6 separate regions of the Mus musculus genome follow, and all the other regions are linked to region 2. The links are chromatin contacts, called in public Hi-C, HiChIP or PLAC-seq and promoter capture Hi-C maps. All regions are on one chromosome and are shown on one strand. The core of a region is the stretch at or near the end of the contact, and the rest is flanking DNA. Distances in the headings are between cores, read along the strand shown. Region 1 holds the start of Kl (klotho). Region 2 holds the start of 1700028E10Rik (RIKEN cDNA 1700028E10 gene). Region 3 overlaps Stard13 (StAR-related lipid transfer (START) domain containing 13). Region 4 overlaps Kl (klotho). Region 5 has its middle 31 kb from the start of Kl. Region 6 overlaps Stard13 (StAR-related lipid transfer (START) domain containing 13).

Evidence for each region. Promoter capture Hi-C pulls out the DNA fragments that hold promoters and counts their contacts. A called contact is a pair of places that touch in the nucleus more often than the background predicts. HiChIP or PLAC-seq counts read pairs in DNA pulled down with a chosen protein or histone mark.
Region 1: a contact with region 2 is called in a promoter capture Hi-C map of hippocampal neurons, with 7 times the contacts expected there. The contact joins the promoter of Kl here to the promoter of 1700028E10Rik in region 2. A contact is called at or near these places in 13 of 39 promoter capture datasets (the 3T3-L1 cell line, the SN4741 cell line, cranial neural crest and 8 more), 12 of 484 Hi-C or Micro-C datasets (adipose-derived mesenchymal stem cells, cerebral cortex, cortical neurons and 5 more), 15 of 115 datasets of contacts at active chromatin or transcription factors (the NIH/3T3 cell line, T-cell acute lymphoblastic leukemia, astrocytes and 10 more) and 3 of 9 other capture datasets (embryonic stem cells, macrophages and pancreatic islet).
Region 3: a contact with region 2 is called in a Hi-C map of muscle stem cells, with 3 times the contacts expected there. The contact joins the enhancer-like site here to the promoter of 1700028E10Rik in region 2. A contact is called at or near these places in 6 of 39 promoter capture datasets (the 3T3-L1 cell line, embryonic stem cells, hippocampal neurons and 2 more), 3 of 15 datasets of contacts at CTCF or cohesin (the NIH/3T3 cell line, embryonic stem cells and stem cell-derived epiblast-like cells), 23 of 484 Hi-C or Micro-C datasets (the C2C12 cell line, CD8 T cells, the HL-1 cell line and 10 more), 28 of 115 datasets of contacts at active chromatin or transcription factors (the NIH/3T3 cell line, SST interneurons, bone marrow-derived macrophages and 14 more) and 3 of 9 other capture datasets (adipose tissue, embryonic stem cells and pancreatic islet).
Region 4: a contact with region 2 is called in an H3K27ac HiChIP or PLAC-seq map of epiblast stem cells, with 5 times the contacts expected there. The contact joins the enhancer-like site here to the promoter of 1700028E10Rik in region 2. A contact is called at or near these places in 2 of 39 promoter capture datasets (frontonasal cranial neural crest and liver), 3 of 484 Hi-C or Micro-C datasets (embryonic fibroblasts, myocytes and pancreatic cancer cells) and 13 of 115 datasets of contacts at active chromatin or transcription factors (the NIH/3T3 cell line, T-cell acute lymphoblastic leukemia, astrocytes and 8 more).
Region 5: an H3K27ac HiChIP or PLAC-seq map of T-cell acute lymphoblastic leukemia shows a contact between it and region 2, with 5 times the contacts expected there. The contact joins the enhancer-like site here to the promoter of 1700028E10Rik in region 2. A contact is called at or near these places in 8 of 39 promoter capture datasets (the 3T3-L1 cell line, 3T3-L1-derived adipocytes, hippocampal neurons and 4 more), 2 of 484 Hi-C or Micro-C datasets (Sertoli cells and liver), 7 of 115 datasets of contacts at active chromatin or transcription factors (T-cell acute lymphoblastic leukemia, cardiomyocytes, embryonic basal ganglia and 4 more) and 1 of 9 other capture datasets (embryonic stem cells).
Region 6: a contact with region 2 is called in a promoter capture Hi-C map of liver, with 3 times the contacts expected there. The contact joins the enhancer-like site here to the promoter of 1700028E10Rik in region 2. A contact is called at or near these places in 4 of 39 promoter capture datasets (cancer-associated fibroblasts, hippocampal neurons and liver), 1 of 15 datasets of contacts at CTCF or cohesin (the NIH/3T3 cell line), 3 of 484 Hi-C or Micro-C datasets (the HL-1 cell line, Sertoli cells and liver), 12 of 115 datasets of contacts at active chromatin or transcription factors (the 230-238 cell line, the NIH/3T3 cell line, astrocytes and 8 more) and 2 of 9 other capture datasets (adipose tissue and pancreatic islet).

Annotation. Positions count from the first base shown.
Region 1 is chr5:150,951,237-150,953,936 of GRCm38.p6, forward strand. It overlaps Kl (klotho), which reads left to right and starts at 1,371. Exons shown (of 5, transcript NM_013823.2): 1 at 1,371-2,305. The coding sequence starts at 1,481.
Region 2 is chr5:151,367,307-151,370,006 of GRCm38.p6, forward strand. It overlaps 1700028E10Rik (RIKEN cDNA 1700028E10 gene), which reads left to right and starts at 1,369. Exons shown (of 4, transcript NR_045700.1): 1 at 1,369-1,550. It also overlaps a transcript of Stard13 not described here.
Region 3 is chr5:151,103,438-151,106,137 of GRCm38.p6, forward strand. All of the region lies in intron 1 of Stard13 (StAR-related lipid transfer (START) domain containing 13), which reads right to left. Among named protein-coding and RNA genes, the nearest start is that of Stard13, 85 kb to the right of the region's middle. Within about 2 kb of position 1,409, at least 36 of the 459 cell types and tissues checked have an H3K27ac peak or open chromatin away from gene starts, as enhancers often do. A contact at or near this core is called in muscle stem cells, where this site is marked.
Region 4 is chr5:150,969,326-150,972,025 of GRCm38.p6, forward strand. The region is part of intron 1 of Kl (klotho); the gene reads left to right. Among named protein-coding and RNA genes, the nearest start is that of Kl, 18 kb to the left of the region's middle. Within about 2 kb of position 1,361, at least 24 of the 459 cell types and tissues checked have an H3K27ac peak or open chromatin away from gene starts, as enhancers often do. A contact at or near this core is called in differentiating embryonic stem cells, epiblast stem cells, myocytes and 1 more, where this site is marked.
Region 5 is chr5:150,920,200-150,922,899 of GRCm38.p6, forward strand. No RefSeq gene overlaps it. Among named protein-coding and RNA genes, the nearest start is that of Kl, 31 kb to the right of the region's middle. Within about 2 kb of position 1,447, at least 4 of the 459 cell types and tissues checked have an H3K27ac peak or open chromatin away from gene starts, as enhancers often do. A contact at or near this core is called in T-cell acute lymphoblastic leukemia, where this site is marked.
Region 6 is chr5:151,079,114-151,081,813 of GRCm38.p6, forward strand. The region is part of intron 3 of Stard13 (StAR-related lipid transfer (START) domain containing 13); the gene reads right to left. Among named protein-coding and RNA genes, the nearest start is that of Stard13, 110 kb to the right of the region's middle. Within about 2 kb of position 1,293, at least 7 of the 459 cell types and tissues checked have an H3K27ac peak or open chromatin away from gene starts, as enhancers often do. A contact at or near this core is called in liver, where this site is marked.

The DNA.
Region 1 (2,700 bases), core at 121-2,620, 420 kb before region 2:
TTCATTTATTGAGATATTTTAATGACACACTGAATAGAAACGAGGTGTCTTTGTCCCCACCTGGTGACTTCATATCACTAATGGTGATAATGTGTGCTTGCTGGAGTTGAGACTATTTCATCAAGTACTGGAGTAAGTTTACTGTGCTGACATTGTAGCAAGCATCTTCGAATGTAACACTTGTGGCTGTATTGACTTTCTATTTGTGTGGAATTCTGAGGAGGACATCACTCTCAGAGTGCCTGTTCTGCAAGGATGTTACTCATCCCTCTGTGGGCGGGAGGCAGCGGCTGAGTTGTACCTTACTGAGTAGGATGGTGGCATCCTTCATTTTTTCTGGGCTTCCCTTAGGGACTCATCTTAGTGTACATTTGTCCTTTGAGCTTCGAGATGTTTCCCAATGAATGGGACAAAGCCCGTGTATATGTATAGGTATAGGTGTACATTCATACATACATACATACATACACGGCGTGGGGGACAGAAGTCTCCCACCCAGCACTCCTGCCCAGAGACCCCACTTGCTAAGCCAGGGCTGGACGTCAAAACGTGGATATTCATAAGAAGGATGGCAAAGGGTGATGAACGGGATATGGTGCCATGGAAGTTGAAATGTGAGTGGTCTGGAGTTTTTCTTTCTCTTGGAAAACAACTCACAGCTACAACCTCACCAGAGAATCCAGAGGGATCTCATTAAGGAACACTGCTGATTTAAAGGGTTAAAGGGGGATAACGGGGGAGGGAAGAGAAGGGGACGACCCAGGGAAAGGAGAAACAGAAGCCTCACACAACCCATCATTCTTAGACCCACTGTGTGTTCTTGTAGGCTCTGCAGGCTGGGGTCTGAGGCAAGGCGGACTCTCGCCTTCTCTAATGGGATGGGGGACTCTCTTATCAGAAGAAAACTGCCTGAGTACTCTTAAACCTCGCAAAGTTCCACCTGAATTCCCCACCCTGCCTTCCTGCTGTGTTCAGATACAGCAAAGCTCTCCTGGGATGTTCTCTGAAAGATTCCCCTGGATAGAGGGCTCAGAATGGGAGAAAGGGGAAAGCAGGTGATTTTCCCCACTCCCCCACCCCCGAGGCGCCAAACGTTGTGCAAAGTTGGGCAGCTGTTTCTGTCCTCCAGGAACACCAGTCCCAGGAAGGCAAAGGGAGTGGACGCGGGGAGTGGGCGACGCGGGGACATCTCAGGATGGAGGCCACAGGATTGTGCGATGTGGAATAGTCTGCTCCCTGAGCTGGCTGCAGCAGGTGCTTGTTCTCCGACGTCCCTATGACCCCTGCTGTGCTCTCTCTGGGCACCCTGGCTGGCTGAGCCCCTGTCCCGCCCCCGTGCCAGGCCGGAGTGGGGGGCGGCGCCTGCTCTGGATAATCATTGCTCGTGGGGCGGCGGGAGCGGGGGTGGGCACCGCGTAGGGAGGGCGGCGGGGCGCGGGCATATAGGGGCGCGGCGCGGTGCCCTCCCGGCTCCCGCAGCATGCTAGCCCGCGCCCCTCCTCGCCGCCCGCCGCGGCTGGTGCTGCTCCGTTTGCTGTTGCTGCATCTGCTGCTGCTCGCCCTGCGCGCCCGCTGCCTGAGCGCTGAGCCGGGTCAGGGCGCGCAGACCTGGGCTCGCTTCGCGCGCGCTCCTGCCCCAGAGGCCGCTGGCCTCCTCCACGACACCTTCCCCGACGGTTTCCTCTGGGCGGTAGGCAGCGCCGCCTATCAGACCGAGGGCGGCTGGCGACAGCACGGCAAAGGCGCGTCCATCTGGGACACTTTCACCCATCACTCTGGGGCGGCCCCGTCCGACTCCCCGATCGTCGTGGCGCCGTCGGGTGCCCCGTCGCCTCCCCTGTCCTCCACTGGAGATGTGGCCAGCGATAGTTACAACAACGTCTACCGCGACACAGAGGGGCTGCGCGAACTGGGGGTCACCCACTACCGCTTCTCCATATCGTGGGCGCGGGTGCTCCCCAATGGCACCGCGGGCACTCCCAACCGCGAGGGGCTGCGCTACTACCGGCGGCTGCTGGAGCGGCTGCGGGAGCTGGGCGTGCAGCCGGTGGTTACCCTGTACCATTGGGACCTGCCACAGCGCCTGCAGGACACCTATGGCGGATGGGCCAATCGCGCCCTGGCCGACCATTTCAGGGATTATGCCGAGCTCTGCTTCCGCCACTTCGGTGGTCAGGTCAAGTACTGGATCACCATTGACAACCCCTACGTGGTGGCCTGGCACGGGTATGCCACCGGGCGCCTGGCCCCGGGCGTGAGGGGCAGCTCCAGGCTCGGGTACCTGGTTGCCCACAACCTACTTTTGGTGAGTTCGAGGGGCCAGGCAGGGGGCCACCTTGGGGGACAGAGGGCCTCGGAAGTGCCAGAGCCACTTCCAGAAATCCTTACTTGAACCCATTACGAGGTCACACAGGTCTGACACTTTGCAGGCGGAGACACCCCCCCCCCCCCAGCAGCTCTGGGGTTCTCTTCTAGAAGTGGAGTTAGAAACTGGAGCGGAATCCTGCAGCGCGTGCTTTAGGGCCCCTAGAAAAGGACACGGGGCCATTTCTCCACTGAGCAAGCGTTTCTCCCCAGGTGTTGGGAAGTCGAAGTTCCTAGAGGTAATGGCCAGCAAGATTTGTTAGAATCAGCTGCAGAGTCAGAATAAAGACGGTGAATGAAAGCAACACCCGTGTTCACGAGCTGCAAACAGGCATT
Region 2 (2,700 bases), core at 119-2,618:
AGATTTCATTCTTTTTAAAAATCTCTCATGGGATTTTAGTTCTGACACAAAGCTGACTAAGGAATGGCAGTTGGAGTACATAGGAGACTAAAACTAGACTAAGATAAGGTAGTTAAACTCTGGACCTGCAACATTCCAATTTTGCTACAGCACTAAAATTCTAATCAGTCTCTGCCACACCCGGCCCCCCACCCCCAGGAGTTTTCATTCACAACAGGTTCAAGCAAGGGGGAAAAAAAAAAAAACAGTACAAACTAGGGGTTAGAGATTACAAAGTTCCATTCCTAACCAAAAGGCATGTACAACTGATAACTGATAATACTGGGAAAGGTAAAATCAATTTTCCCCTATGGAGTATCAACCACACTTCTGGGAAGGCCCCATGCCCAGAAGTAACTGGCCAACACAAAATTGTGTGTTTGTGAGTGTGTGTGCGAGCGTGCATGTTTTGTTACTTTTTTATGTTTGACTTTATTTAAATCTTTGACAGCAAGGACCTCTGAAATTCCTAAAAGCATCTACCAAAAGCTGAAGACATTCCTGGGAAACTCGGGAGCTTTGGGAAACTGTCTTTCAGCCGAAAGTGTTATGTATATTTAAAGGTGGACACTAATACTTTCTGCAATACAAGTTCATAGTCCTCACGATACAACTAAAATAAAAACAAAGCCCATGTACCAGGGTAAAGTACTGTCCAGCTACTTAAAAATGGGTTTGGATCAGACACAGCCAACGTGGGAAAGGGGCGGAGTTTTCCCCTGGCAGCGTTCAAACCCTCAACAAACGGTTCTGTGCAAAGCCACACCGCAGAATGCAGAGTGCCAATATCCTGACAAAAATAAAGGGTAAAGCTCAAATTAAGCGCTTTAAAAGTCCGTAATATAAGCCTTTCCAAATCCTTAGATGCCATTAGCTGTCACGGGTAGCCTCGAGTGGGTAACGATGCAAGGACTGACACTGGCTGGGAATCAATGGCGAGAAAGCAGCTCGAGACTACCTTGTACATCGCTAACGTTCCAGAGATTTCCAGAAACTGAATTTACAGCCAGAAACCAACTCCTGTGAGAGGGAAGCAACAAAACAGACAAAAACCTGCTAAGACACCAGTTTAATGTCCGCCCGGCGAGGCCTGCAAGCGATCAAAGATGGAGAAATCAGCACATGCCTCCCGCAACAACGCCCTCCTAGTACGCAAGCGCTCGCGCGCCCGCGCGGAGGCCCCGCCCCTCGCGTGCACGCCCAGACCAGGCGCGCGCAGCGGAAGTTACCGCCTCCAAGGCCCCTCCTGGCTCTTCCGCCACGAGGCCCCGCGTTCGCAGTCCGGTTCCGGTTGTAGCTCCGCCCCCGCGCGGGAACACGCTAGAAGGCTGGATATCCGGGCCAGGAGGCTCGCGGAGCCCTCACTTCCGGTGGTGTCTCAGCCCAGCTCCCTTGAGGCGCAGGTTCTGGCTCTCGGTGCGGTAGCGCCATCTGGCGCCGAGTGTTCCCCGGACTGCGGAGGGGCGCGCTTCCTCCCTTCAGAACATTCCAGAGACACCGCGGCGGCCGGGGTAGGCTTTATGCGCTCCGCCAGAAGGGCGGGACCCAAGACTCCTCCTCCACCGAGTTCCCGCGCGGGAAGGGTTTTGCGGTTACCCTGAGCGGAAATGGTTGGAGTCTGGAGCGGGAACGGACCTCACGCGGGAGGAAACCGGCCTTTTCCCGTCTTTTCAAGTCCTGGCGACACAGTTCCTGCCCCACTGGCTCTCCTTTTTTGTTTCCTCCTTTCTGGGCACTGTGCTTCGGTTCTTCACTCGGCGTGGACCGAGGTCCTCCATGTCCCGCTTTGCAGAGAGGAGGCTTTACTTTGTAGCCTTTCGTTAGCCTGTGTTGGAGAAAAGCTTTTGCTCCATTACGTCTGTTAAGCTGGGGTGTTGCGAAAACGAGCAGTATCGGGGATTAAACATTAGAAGAATGATAATAGGTTTTTAAAACAAGACAGTCTCACCAGGTTCATCTCAGAACTGTGAAATTAACGCTGTGGCTGTTATGCCGTATTTCCTTTAGATAAGGGAAAACGAGTTTCCACCAGAGCTAGAAAGTGAACATAACTTTCCTCTTAAAAGAATTCATGTTTAAAAAAGTCCAGATGTAATACACTTGGAGCACTGTTAGCTATTGTGAGTTATTGTGTATCAAGATGCACAGTGCGAGCCAGTGAGATGTCCCTTAGAAGTCAGAGATCTGCGGTCACTTGTCTCTGGACCTTTCTCCCCCACTACAGCAGTATTTTCCCTACCTGTGCATGCATTTGAGTTCAGAAGGCTTTTAAGAGGCCAGTTCACTAGAGTTTAGAACTGGGAGAGGTGATATGGAAGGAGAGCTAGGTGACTAAGGCCCACAGTTGGAATAGTTTAAAGAGTTCAGGAGAGCTCTTCGCTGTTATTGCTGTTTTGACACATTAACCCGACAGATTAGTAGCCTTTCTAGCAGGTGCCAAGGGAGCAAACTAAGCGCTAAAACCATAAAGTTTGTACAGTCACACATTCGGGAAGCAAGTTCATATAATATACTCTGTTGTAGAGGGTGCTGTAACACCAGGTATACAAAATTTCTCAATTATGTCATCTCTGTTCTTCAGAGTTTCTTGAAAATAGTAACTCAAAAAATCACTTCAACAGACATTTAAATTTTTACACCCAGGAAGGTAACATTTTAAAA
Region 3 (2,700 bases), core at 159-2,658, 260 kb before region 2:
CTTAAACTAACACAAGTCAGGAAGTTCAAGGTCAAGGGTGGACAGAACCAGTTCCCATCTCTTCCGTCCTGGAACTCTTAGGTATTTAGACAGCAGATACGTTATGTAATAGTTGCTCCCTTATCTCTGAACTCCTGTACGTGTATTTACATAATTTCCAGAGTGAATTTCACTTTAGGTGTGTGACTGATATTTTTTGACCGCTGAAGTCTCAAGGTTTGCCTTGGAAAAAGAGAGAGAGAGAGAGAGAGAGAGAGAGAGAGAGAGAGAGAGAGAGAGAGAGAGAGAGAGAAAACCAACAAACAAGGCTAAATAAGGGAAAATTTAAAAATTAACAAGTGAACTCTGGTAGATTACAGACTCCATAAGTCTGTATTCAAGATATTCAAACACATAATATGACCCCTGTTGGTGAAATTAGTAAATTCGCTAAAAGTGAACATCAGAAGCATCTCAATAGAGAAGGTGATCCCACTTTTATGCAAAGCTAATGTTACTGTTTTCCAGGGAAGTTCAAACAAACAAACAAACAAACAAACAAACAAACAAACGATGTATTCTAGCTTCATTTTCATTGTTTTCTTTCTCATTCAATCATATACTTTCGTCTCTAAAGAGAGTCTGCCACTTTATCCAGAAAAAATGGTCCTGACTTTGAGGGCATAAGCAGACTAAGGGGATGCAGGGAGGGAACAAAGCTGACCTTGGCTGGAAGCAAAGGCTCAGCTTAAATTCCAGCCTCAGGTCTCATGACCTTGAGTAGGCTAACTTACAGGTCTCAGCTTCCTCAGCTATAGTAAGATTAAAGGACAAATCTCTCCTCAGAGCATCACTGTAAAGCCATCCCACAGGTACAGGAGAGTAGCCTTTGCTACTCTTACTATGGAGGAAATGCTGATTTCTTTTTTCTTTTCTGTAATAGACAGAGGTGTTTGTAACTACCCCTACCTCTGCCCACTTAGCTCTTCATTTGTCCTAAAAACAAAAACGGAAGGCATTGAGATATTTATTCATCCTACAGACAGTTGTGGAGTGCCTCCATGAGAAAGCCTCTGTTAAGGGCTGTAGAACACTGCCTGGCTCCGACAGAAAGGGATCAAAGTCAGGCAGATAAGACAAACAGGTTTCCTTACAAATGAGGGAAGCACACCCCTGAGGGGGCTGCAGTGTTCTCCAGGGTACACAGCAAAGGGTGTGCATTTCAATTAGGCGGTCACAAAAACCCAGCAGATGACGTGACATTTGACTCAGATGGTTTTACATGGAGAGCCCCCTTGTCTGCGTGTCAAGAGCCTTGGAGTCTCGAGAGCTCATGCCTTCCTGGCAGCAGGTGCTTATGGGTTTATATGCATGTCTGTTGGAGGGCCCTGTGGCCACGTGGTACCTGTCAGCCCACATCCAGTTCCTCCTCTGACAAGGCACTTAACATGAGTCATTCTGTATTCCACAGAAGGCTGTATTATGTGTGGGGAGTCATAAATGAGATGTGACACTTTGAAGACTACAGCAAGGCTTCTCCTAAATGGCTGTGACTGTGGGAATATGAGTGCCAGCCCGAGGTAGGCGGTTTTGCTATTAGAATGTACAATGTGCTTATTGGTTAATAAGTAAAATATTAGCCTCCATATGCCTGATACACAGTGATCTCAAGGTCAAAGATGTCTTAAGATAGAGCCAAACACAGCAGAACCTTGGGAAAAAGCTCTCTATCAGACACGTGGGCTTCAGTAAGGGAAACACAGTCAGAACATTGATTTTCCATGTCGAGGAGAATCTGAACAGATGAGTAAGAATGATAAAGGAAGAGGGCTTCCCGGGGATTAGTGACTTGGAAAAGCTGGGAGCTGATGTGTGGCCCAAGGTCACTGACCTCAATAAGAGGTCCCAAGTCTGCCCGGTAGGCATCCTACCAAGTCCATCCTTATTGTGAAAATATACTAGGGTTCTGTGCTTGGGTCTGCTTTGTAAGAATGTAACATGCAAAGTCATTTAGACATCGTGCAAGTACACTGAAATTCAGTTACCTTCATGCCATAGAACTATTTTGAGTTTATGTCTAAAAGATTATAATGAATGCTGTCTGTCTGCTCAAACTGTAACTACTGTCGAACAGAAACTTTTGAAAACAGTTCTTCATGAACTTTCATTTTTCCAAAGAAAATAACAAGTAAATACACACACACACATAATAATAAAAAAAAAAAGATAGGAAATCTGTCCTGGTCAGACTAATGGATGATCTAGAACTCTGTTTTACAATTACTAATAAGTTTTAAAATGTATTCTATGTCTTTCTGTGTGTGTGCGTGCCTCTTTGTGTATATGCCTGTGTCGGTCTGTGTGTCTGTCTGTCTCTGTTTCCTTTTTTCTTTGTCTCTCTGTCTCCCTCTCTCTGTGTGATTGTTGTGTTACCGAGGCTACTCAGATTATTGTACCACTACGTGCAGTGCTAACATTTTGCTCAAGAAGAAAACCATGTATCTTGGAGAAGTCAAAGATGGCCAGTTCTGTTCTATTCTGCATCATGTGATCTATCAAAATTTGAAACGTGGAGAAATAATCTCATTCTCTCTCTTTCTCTCTCTTTCCCCCTCCCTCCCTTCCTCCCTTCCTCCTCCCTCTCCCTCCCTCCCTCTCTATCCTTTCATTCTATAAATATATAAAGGACCAAGCTACAACTATCCTTGAACAATTATGTTG
Region 4 (2,700 bases), core at 111-2,610, 400 kb before region 2:
GGCGGCGGTGGCTGTGTGGGTGTCTTACTTTCTTCTCTCTTCCTAAAGCAGTTCTTTCTGCCTTACCCTTTAGCCATAGAACAAGAGACCTCACTACCGAGGGGTATTAGTTTTATAAAGCCAATGCATCTTCAAAAATAAATAAATAAATAAATAAATAAATAAATAAGGAGCAAGCTGATAATGGAAAGAGGATTTATTTACATTTGGCCCAAACAGAGACAGGAAGATACCTACTTTTCTCCCTCTTTTCTGTAAGGGTATTACAATTTGATGAAAGAAAAAAAAAAACAAAACTTAAAAAAATCTCAGAAATATGCATATAGTAATTAAGCTGTCAGAGCCGTGAAATCCCTCCTCAGAAGGCAAGTTCGGTCCCCCTTTAGCTCTAGCTGGCACCACGGCTTTACTTTCCTTCTCCTGTGGTTGGATTCTGAGGAGGGGACTTATTTCGGGGAGGTCCGGTCGCCCAAGGAAGGAGCAAGTGTGTTTCTGTTTAGAATGTCTCTTCTCCTGTCAGGATACAGCTTTACAAACCTAGTTCTGTGCACACGTGCCGCTTTCTCCATCAGATAGGTCTGGTTCTTCTCATTTAAAATAGTTCCTCCCAGCAGCTCAGCCTCACAGGAAGTGGAGGAGATGACTTCCTGGGGTTTCTGGGAAACCACGTGACTCGAAATTTACAGGTGCTGCTGGTGACACTCTTCAGAAAGTTTCACGAGCTTGCCGTCTTAGCTTCTGGAAGACTCAATGGGACCCACATTTAAAACCGAAAACAAATCCCTCTGGGATGAGAAGAGTTCCCAAAAATACAATCCAAGGTTTCTCGTGAACACCTCCTGGTATGAGCCAGTTCTTTGTATGTAATGACTGTTCAACACTGAAGCCAAGGAGCGTATGAGCTATTACTAAATTCATGGAATGAACGTTTGTAAATGAACCTGGACAAAGCCCAGGAACATCAAGAACTTTTTTCTTTTAATGATACAAATAATCTTTACAGATTATTTCTAATCACACAGGCTGGCTGTAAAGGAACCGGGTTTCCTAGGACTGGATATGGGGCAGAAGGATTGGCTGTGACAGGGGCCGAGGGTGGCAGACATTACCTTACAGAAAATGGGGAGCAATGGAAACACTGCTGTTGGGGTACACATGGAGTCTCCCCTACAGAGACATAAATAAAAAGGTTAGACCACACCATAGTTTGAAAGGAAAATAAGTCTCTGGTGAGTGACACCAGGAAACCTCGCATTCCTTTGGCACAGCAGGTCCTTGTGATCATCCTCCTTCTTACAGCATCTGCTGTATACTAATGCTCTCTGCAATCCACATTCCTGGTATTTGTTGGTGCCTGCCTCTCCTCTTGCTTAGAGAACACAGCCTGTCCCAGAGGCAGAGCAGCTGTCATTGTATAAACTGCATGCTCATGTTCTCAGTCCCACCTCTTTCTGTGGTCAGAGTCACCAAGGCCACCCCGGGAGCAACTCCTCAACCTGTCTCCTAAATAACTTTCCACCACAAACAGGTAAATGGAAAGAGGGCAGACAGATTGCTTCTCACTAACCACAAATCTACAAAGCACGCTGTGTTTTTCTGTAATCTTACCCTGTCTCTTGCTGTAGAAACACATCCACATGCCATTTTCCCCCCTTTGAGTTAAAGTGTTCTCTCCTGTGAGCGGAAGGGAGTTATTTAAAAAGCAACTGAGCCTATGGTCTGATCACCAGGAAGGCTCAGGGAGAAGGGGCTGATCAGCTGATTCCCAGCTGGAGAAGCTGGTGAGAAAGGAGAACATTTAGAAAGTTATAGGAGAAAAAAAAAATGCTTGTCTCAGCGCTGCTGACAATGAAGGGGAACTGCTCAATGGGGGTGTTGCAGAGTGACAGGGCGATGGTGATGATGGATGTTGGCATCAAAGATCCTGCGATGACCTTCTGATGTCTTTTGTCTCAGTGCTCACAGTCCTGTCGCAGTCCTGCATCTGGCTGTGTGCCTCCCTCCCTGGTCCCTCATGGTTTTCTGGTACAGTTCCCTCTGGTTCATGGTTGACTGGCATAGAAACATCGGGGTACAGCCTGAGATGCTGGCGCTCCTCCATGTCCCCAATAATGTCAGTGGGGTCACCATCACATCCAGTGATAATTCTGGTCATAAGCTGGCATATTTTATTAACAATTTTACATCAGTCATTTGGAAGTAATTCTTTTTTTTTGGTAATGTATGTGGGTCTTGCCTGCATGTCTGTCTGTGCTTCACATGCCTGCAGTGCCTGAGGAGGCCAGAGAGACTGTCAGATCCCCTGGAACTGGAGTTACAGACCATCGGGAGCGGCACGTGGGTGCTGGAAACAGAAGCTAAGTCTTCTATAAGAGCAGCCACTGCTCTTAACCACAGAGCCATCTCTTTAGGACCTAGAAGGATGTTCGTAGCAGTGTGATCTATTATTAAGTAGAATGATTTGACAAACGTTGTTAAGCTCTGTACAATGTGAGCTATGAAGTTACTTTTCCCTCCTTTGAAGAAATTTTAAATTATTATTTTATTATTGGTATTTTTGAGATAGAGTTTCACTATATATAGCTCTGCTCATCCTGGACCTCCCTCTGTAGACCAGGCTGGCCTCGAATTCACAGAGGTCTGCCTTCCTCTCCCTCCCAAGTGCTAGGATTCAAGAGGTGCTCCACTATACCTGGCTTC
Region 5 (2,700 bases), core at 197-2,696, 450 kb before region 2:
GTGGTTTGGAATTTCATCACTCAGATAGATGAGTAATGGAAGTCCTTATAGTTTGGTTAATAGTCCTTTATCAAGTACTTAGATATGCAAATATTTTTCTGAGTTTGTGGTGTGTCTTCTATCTTGACAATGCCTTTCATAGAACAAAAGTTTTGAAAAGTTCTACAGGAATCCAGTTTGTTAACTGTGTCTTTCATGGAACTTGCTTTTAGTGCTGTGCCTGGCTGGTCATCACCAAACCCAGTTACCTAATCTTTTCCCTTGGGGTATCTTCTGGGAGTTTTACAGTTTTTTGTTTTGTTTTTAAGATATTTTCTTTATATACATTTCAAATGCTATCCCAAAAGTTCCCTATACTCTCCCTCCACCCTGCTTCCCTACCCACCCACTTCTGCTTCTTGGCCCTGGCATTCCCCTGTATTGGGGCATATAAAGTTTGCAATACCAAGGGGCCTCTCTTCCCAGTGATGGCCGACTAGGCTATCTTCTGCTACGAGTTTTACAGTTTTATACTTGACATTTAAGCATAAGCTCTGTGTGCAGGTTTAATTGCTTTTGCAAATGAATATCCAGTAGTTCTACACTGAGAACACATTAGTGGTTCATAGGATGTCCTCCTTCTAAGCTCCACCTCTCTTCCTCATTCTCTCTGTCTTTCTCTGTCTCCCTCTCCCTCTCCCCCACTCTCTTTCTCTAGCAATCATTTATTTCCAGTTCATCAGATGATTATAGGTGCACTTGGAGGTCATTTTTCTGATACAATAAACATTGGATAATATTTATTATTATTCAGTGGTAAGCGTTGCATTTTTAGAATTTTGGGCTGGAGAGATGGTTAGGAGCACTTCCTGCTCTTCTAGAGAACCTAGGCTCAGTTCCTAGCATCCCTGTTGGGTGGGTCCCAATCCCATGTAACTCTAGCTCCAGGGCCATCTGAAGCCTTTTTATATCCTCTGTGGTCACTGCACTCTCGAACACATACACACAAACACAAATAAAAAAATCTTTAAAATTTAAATGTGCAAAATTCGGTGTTTGTGCTACACGCTTGGATATGACAGATGTGTTGAAATATGGATGATCTAAGCCTTGTTATATGAAAAAGTACATGCAGGACTTGAGCTGGGACTGGGAGCGCAAACTCTTCCTCTCCCATGTGTAGTTTCTCTCTCCTGTCCCCCCTCTTCCCACCTTTCTTCTCTTCATCTCTCCCTCCCTTCCTTCTTCTCTCCCTCTCTCCCTCCTTCCCTCCATCCTCTCCCCCCCCTCCCGCCCCCGTCTCCCTCCACAGCACATGACAGTGCTGGTCTTGTATTTCCCTCCTTCCATCAGGTAGTGAGATTTATGAGTTCTTTGAACCTCACCTTCCTCTCCTATAGGTCTGTGCACCTGCCTGTTAAATACTGTGTGTTCCTCAGTCCTGAACAGGATGTGGGTATCACACCTCTTCCTGCAGCTCAGGGAACTGTGTGGAAGAGGAGGTGGGTAGATGGTAAGAGCCACAGGTGGTGGATGACTCCAGGGAAACAGAATCTTCCAGATATGACTGGGCTAGTGCGCATACAAACTCACAGCATCAATAGCTCCCACAATGCCTGCGCACGTTCAAACAAGACAGAATTCCAGCGTGAGGGAGGGGAACGGGGCACAAAGTTCTGTTCCAGCCAAGAAGCTACTTGCAAATGATAGCTTCTGGGAAATTAGTTTTCTCCTGTAGAGTGACATTGAGTATATCAACCACACTCCAGGGCAGGCCCTGTGCCTAGGAGTAGATGTCCAACACAAATCAGACTTCATGGTTTGTATGTGTGTGGATACACACACACACACACACACATACACACACACACACACATGCGTGTGTGTGTGTATGTGTGTGTGCGTGCTTTTTTTTTTGGTTTTATCTTGGTTTTGATTTACTGCCATCAATGCCTTTGGCCAAAGGAATCCAAGCACTGTGGAATACGCACCATGGAAAAGGCTTTAAAGAAGACATTTTATTCCAACTCAGAGACACCTTTTAACATTTAACTCTCTGGAGTGAAAATTCTCATAACCCACCAATCACTACACACAACCCAGAGGATCACCCCCATCGGTCCCTACTCCCTACTTCAGAGGATTGTCTTTACCCATCCCTACCTACCACCTCAGAGTCATCTCTACCAATGGCTACCAGCCCCTTAAGGGTCATTGCAACCAATCCCTACTCCCCCCCCTAGAAGATCAACCTCACAATTCCTCTCCCTCCCCCAGAGGTCATGCTCCCCAATTCCTCCCTCCTTCCCCCCCCAGGTCATCCCCATCAGTTTGAATCCCCCCAAGGTCATGCTCCCCAATTCCTCCCTCCTTCCCCTCTCCCCCGCCCTCTCCCCTCCCATCCTGTCATCCCCACCAATCCCCCCTCCCTTCCAAGGATCACCCTTTAGTTTCCTGCAGAGCCAGATGATTCCTTTTTGTTCTTTGGAAATTGCTGTTTTCTGCCTGTGACAACAGAGAAAAGTTGATTCAGAAGATTAAAAACATGTTCTTGGCTACTGTAATTATAAGATCAAAGCCATTGGGCCTCATTTCAACAAGGCACTTAGAGAATTAAATATGTTTTGCCCTGAGTTTGTGAGTGCACGTTGAGTGTCCAGCTCTACAGAATGGAGCCTGCTGTGTGTGCTCAGTGTGGCTACCTGCGTGGGGCACACCACA
Region 6 (2,700 bases), core at 43-2,542, 290 kb before region 2:
CCTGGCTCCGTGTTGTTCACACGGGGGTCCCCAGTAACTAAGGCTTGGCAGAGTCTTACAGATACACACACACACAGAGGGACACAGACATATACACAGACATGTACACTCATACCCACACATGCAGATATATACATATTATACCCCCAGACACCAACACAGGGACACACACATAGGGACACAAACATATACACAGATACACAGAGACACACACATATACATAGATCTACCTACACACACACACACACACACACACACACACACACACACACACAGAGTAATATAGACACAGACAGACAGACACACACACACACTCAAAGGCACACACATAGACACATACATACACACAAATACAGGGACACAGACACAGTCATATACACAGACATACACACTCACACACACACACACAGGGACATAAAAACAGATATACATCACACAGAGATACACACACAGACCTACAGATATACACAGACACACAGAGATATACACACAGATACACATTCACACACAAACACACAAGGATACAGACACAGAGAGGGACATACACATAAACACACACACAGACCCACACTCAGATACAGACACAGAGGGGGACATACACATAGAAACACACAGACACACACACATAGACATAAACACACACAGTGACACACAGATATACTCAAAGACACAGACACACAGATAAAATGAAATAAGACACAACGTAAAGTGTTCAGTATAACATGTTAATTGCAAATTAAAGCAATCATGAGTTCCACTGCTTCTTTAAACAGTGCTACTGAGAGAGCGAGGGTCAGGAGCGCTCACCCACTGCTGCTGACAATGGGACATGGCTCAGGTGAGACAGCTGAACAGGTCATTACTGCGAAACACACCCGTTGGTATTCACCCAAATGGGTTTAAGATTTATTTCCACGTGTAAATGTGTACACACTCAGTGTTTACAGCCACTTTAGTCATCACTAGTGAAATTCAAGAGCAATCAAGATGTCCGGTGGCTGGAAAGATGAACTATGGTATAACCAGACAACAGAGTGGTAATTAGAAGTGAGTTATAAAGACACAGAAGGCACAGTAGACACTTAAGTGACTATTAAAGGCCAATATGAAAAGGCTGTAAATTGTGATTCTAATTAGAAAGCATTGTGCAAGAGTTAAAGTTATGGAGGCAGTCCAAAGACCAGAAGTTGCCAGAGACTAGGGAAATGGAGGGACGCCTAGGCAGAGCAGAGGGTTTTTAGGGCAGTGAAATGGATGCGAATGCCACAGTGGTGCATGTCTGTCACTATACACCCGTCAAAAGCACAGAATTTAAATAGAAAGCAGTGCTGTAATTCACCCTGTGTACTTCATGCTGTAATGGGTGGACTGCCCTTTGGCAGATATTGATCGTGGTAGAAATGTATGTGAGGGCAAGGGGCAAATGTGGGCACTGTGCATCAGTTAAAGTTTGTTATGAACCTCAAAGGGCTCTAAAAGCAGTCAATTTGAAAAGATACCATTTGTATTATAATGATTATTATTTATTGGGCTTTGGAATTAAAGATATAAAGTGATGTGCATTTATTTTTCAGAGATTGTTTTCGTTGCACATGTATTGTGTGCATGTTCTCATGGGTGTATGTGCACATGTGTTTGTAGTGCATGGCTGTGTATATGTAGGCCAAAGGTTAACATTGAGTGTCTTCACCTCCTCATCTTACGTATTAAGGTAAGACCTCTCCTTTGAACCCAGAGTTCATCAACTCTGTCTAGATGGGCGGTTTTCACCCTTCCTAATGCTGTGACCCTTTAATACAGTTTCTCATGTTGTGGTGACCCCCAACCATAGCATTACGAATTGTAATGTAAATATCTGTGTTTTCCAATGGTCTTAGGAGAGCCCCCGAAAGGGTCCAGATTACCAGCTTGTCCTGGGGCTCTCCTATCTGTGTGTCCCGTGTATTAGATTACAGAAGGGTGGTCATGCCTACCTGAGTTTACACGGGCACTGTCTCCAGCTCAGTGGTCTGGATAGATTTTGTCTATCCACTGTATGCTAATTAGCTCTTAATCCAGTGTGCAAAATTATCATCATTGGAGGCATTTTGACATTTTGGGTATAGGGGCTGGAGAGATGGCTCAGCAGTTAAGAGCACTGACAGCTCTTCTGGAGGTCCTGAGCTCAAATCCCAGCAAGCACACGGTAGCTCCCAACCATCTGTAATGAGTGAGATCTAACACCCTCTTCTGGTGTGTCTGAAAACAGCTATAGTGTACTTACATATAACAAATAAATAAATCTTTGAAAATTAAGTACACAATAAACTAACAAGATATCAAAAACAAACTTTAAAAAAAATGGTTTTAGAGCTTTATTGTAGAAAGGCAGGGAGAAAGGAGAGAAGGTAGAAAGAGAGAGGCCAGCCACGGCCATGTGGAGAGAGTAGGAAAGGGAGAGAGAAAAGGAGGGCTAGAGAGTAAGAAAGGTGAGGGTTAAAGAGCCAAACTTTTTTTTTTTAAAGAAATGTTGGGTATAATTTCAATCTTCTTATAAACAGACCATCCTGAATCCTGTAAACCATGAGAGAAGAAAATACTCTTTAGGGTAACTGTCTGACACTATGCATCTCTTCATGGTGTGATAGAGCATTGTTGATTTGTGAATTATTTCTCATATGGTGAGGTAAACAACGGTGACCTTTGTAAGCACCCAGACTG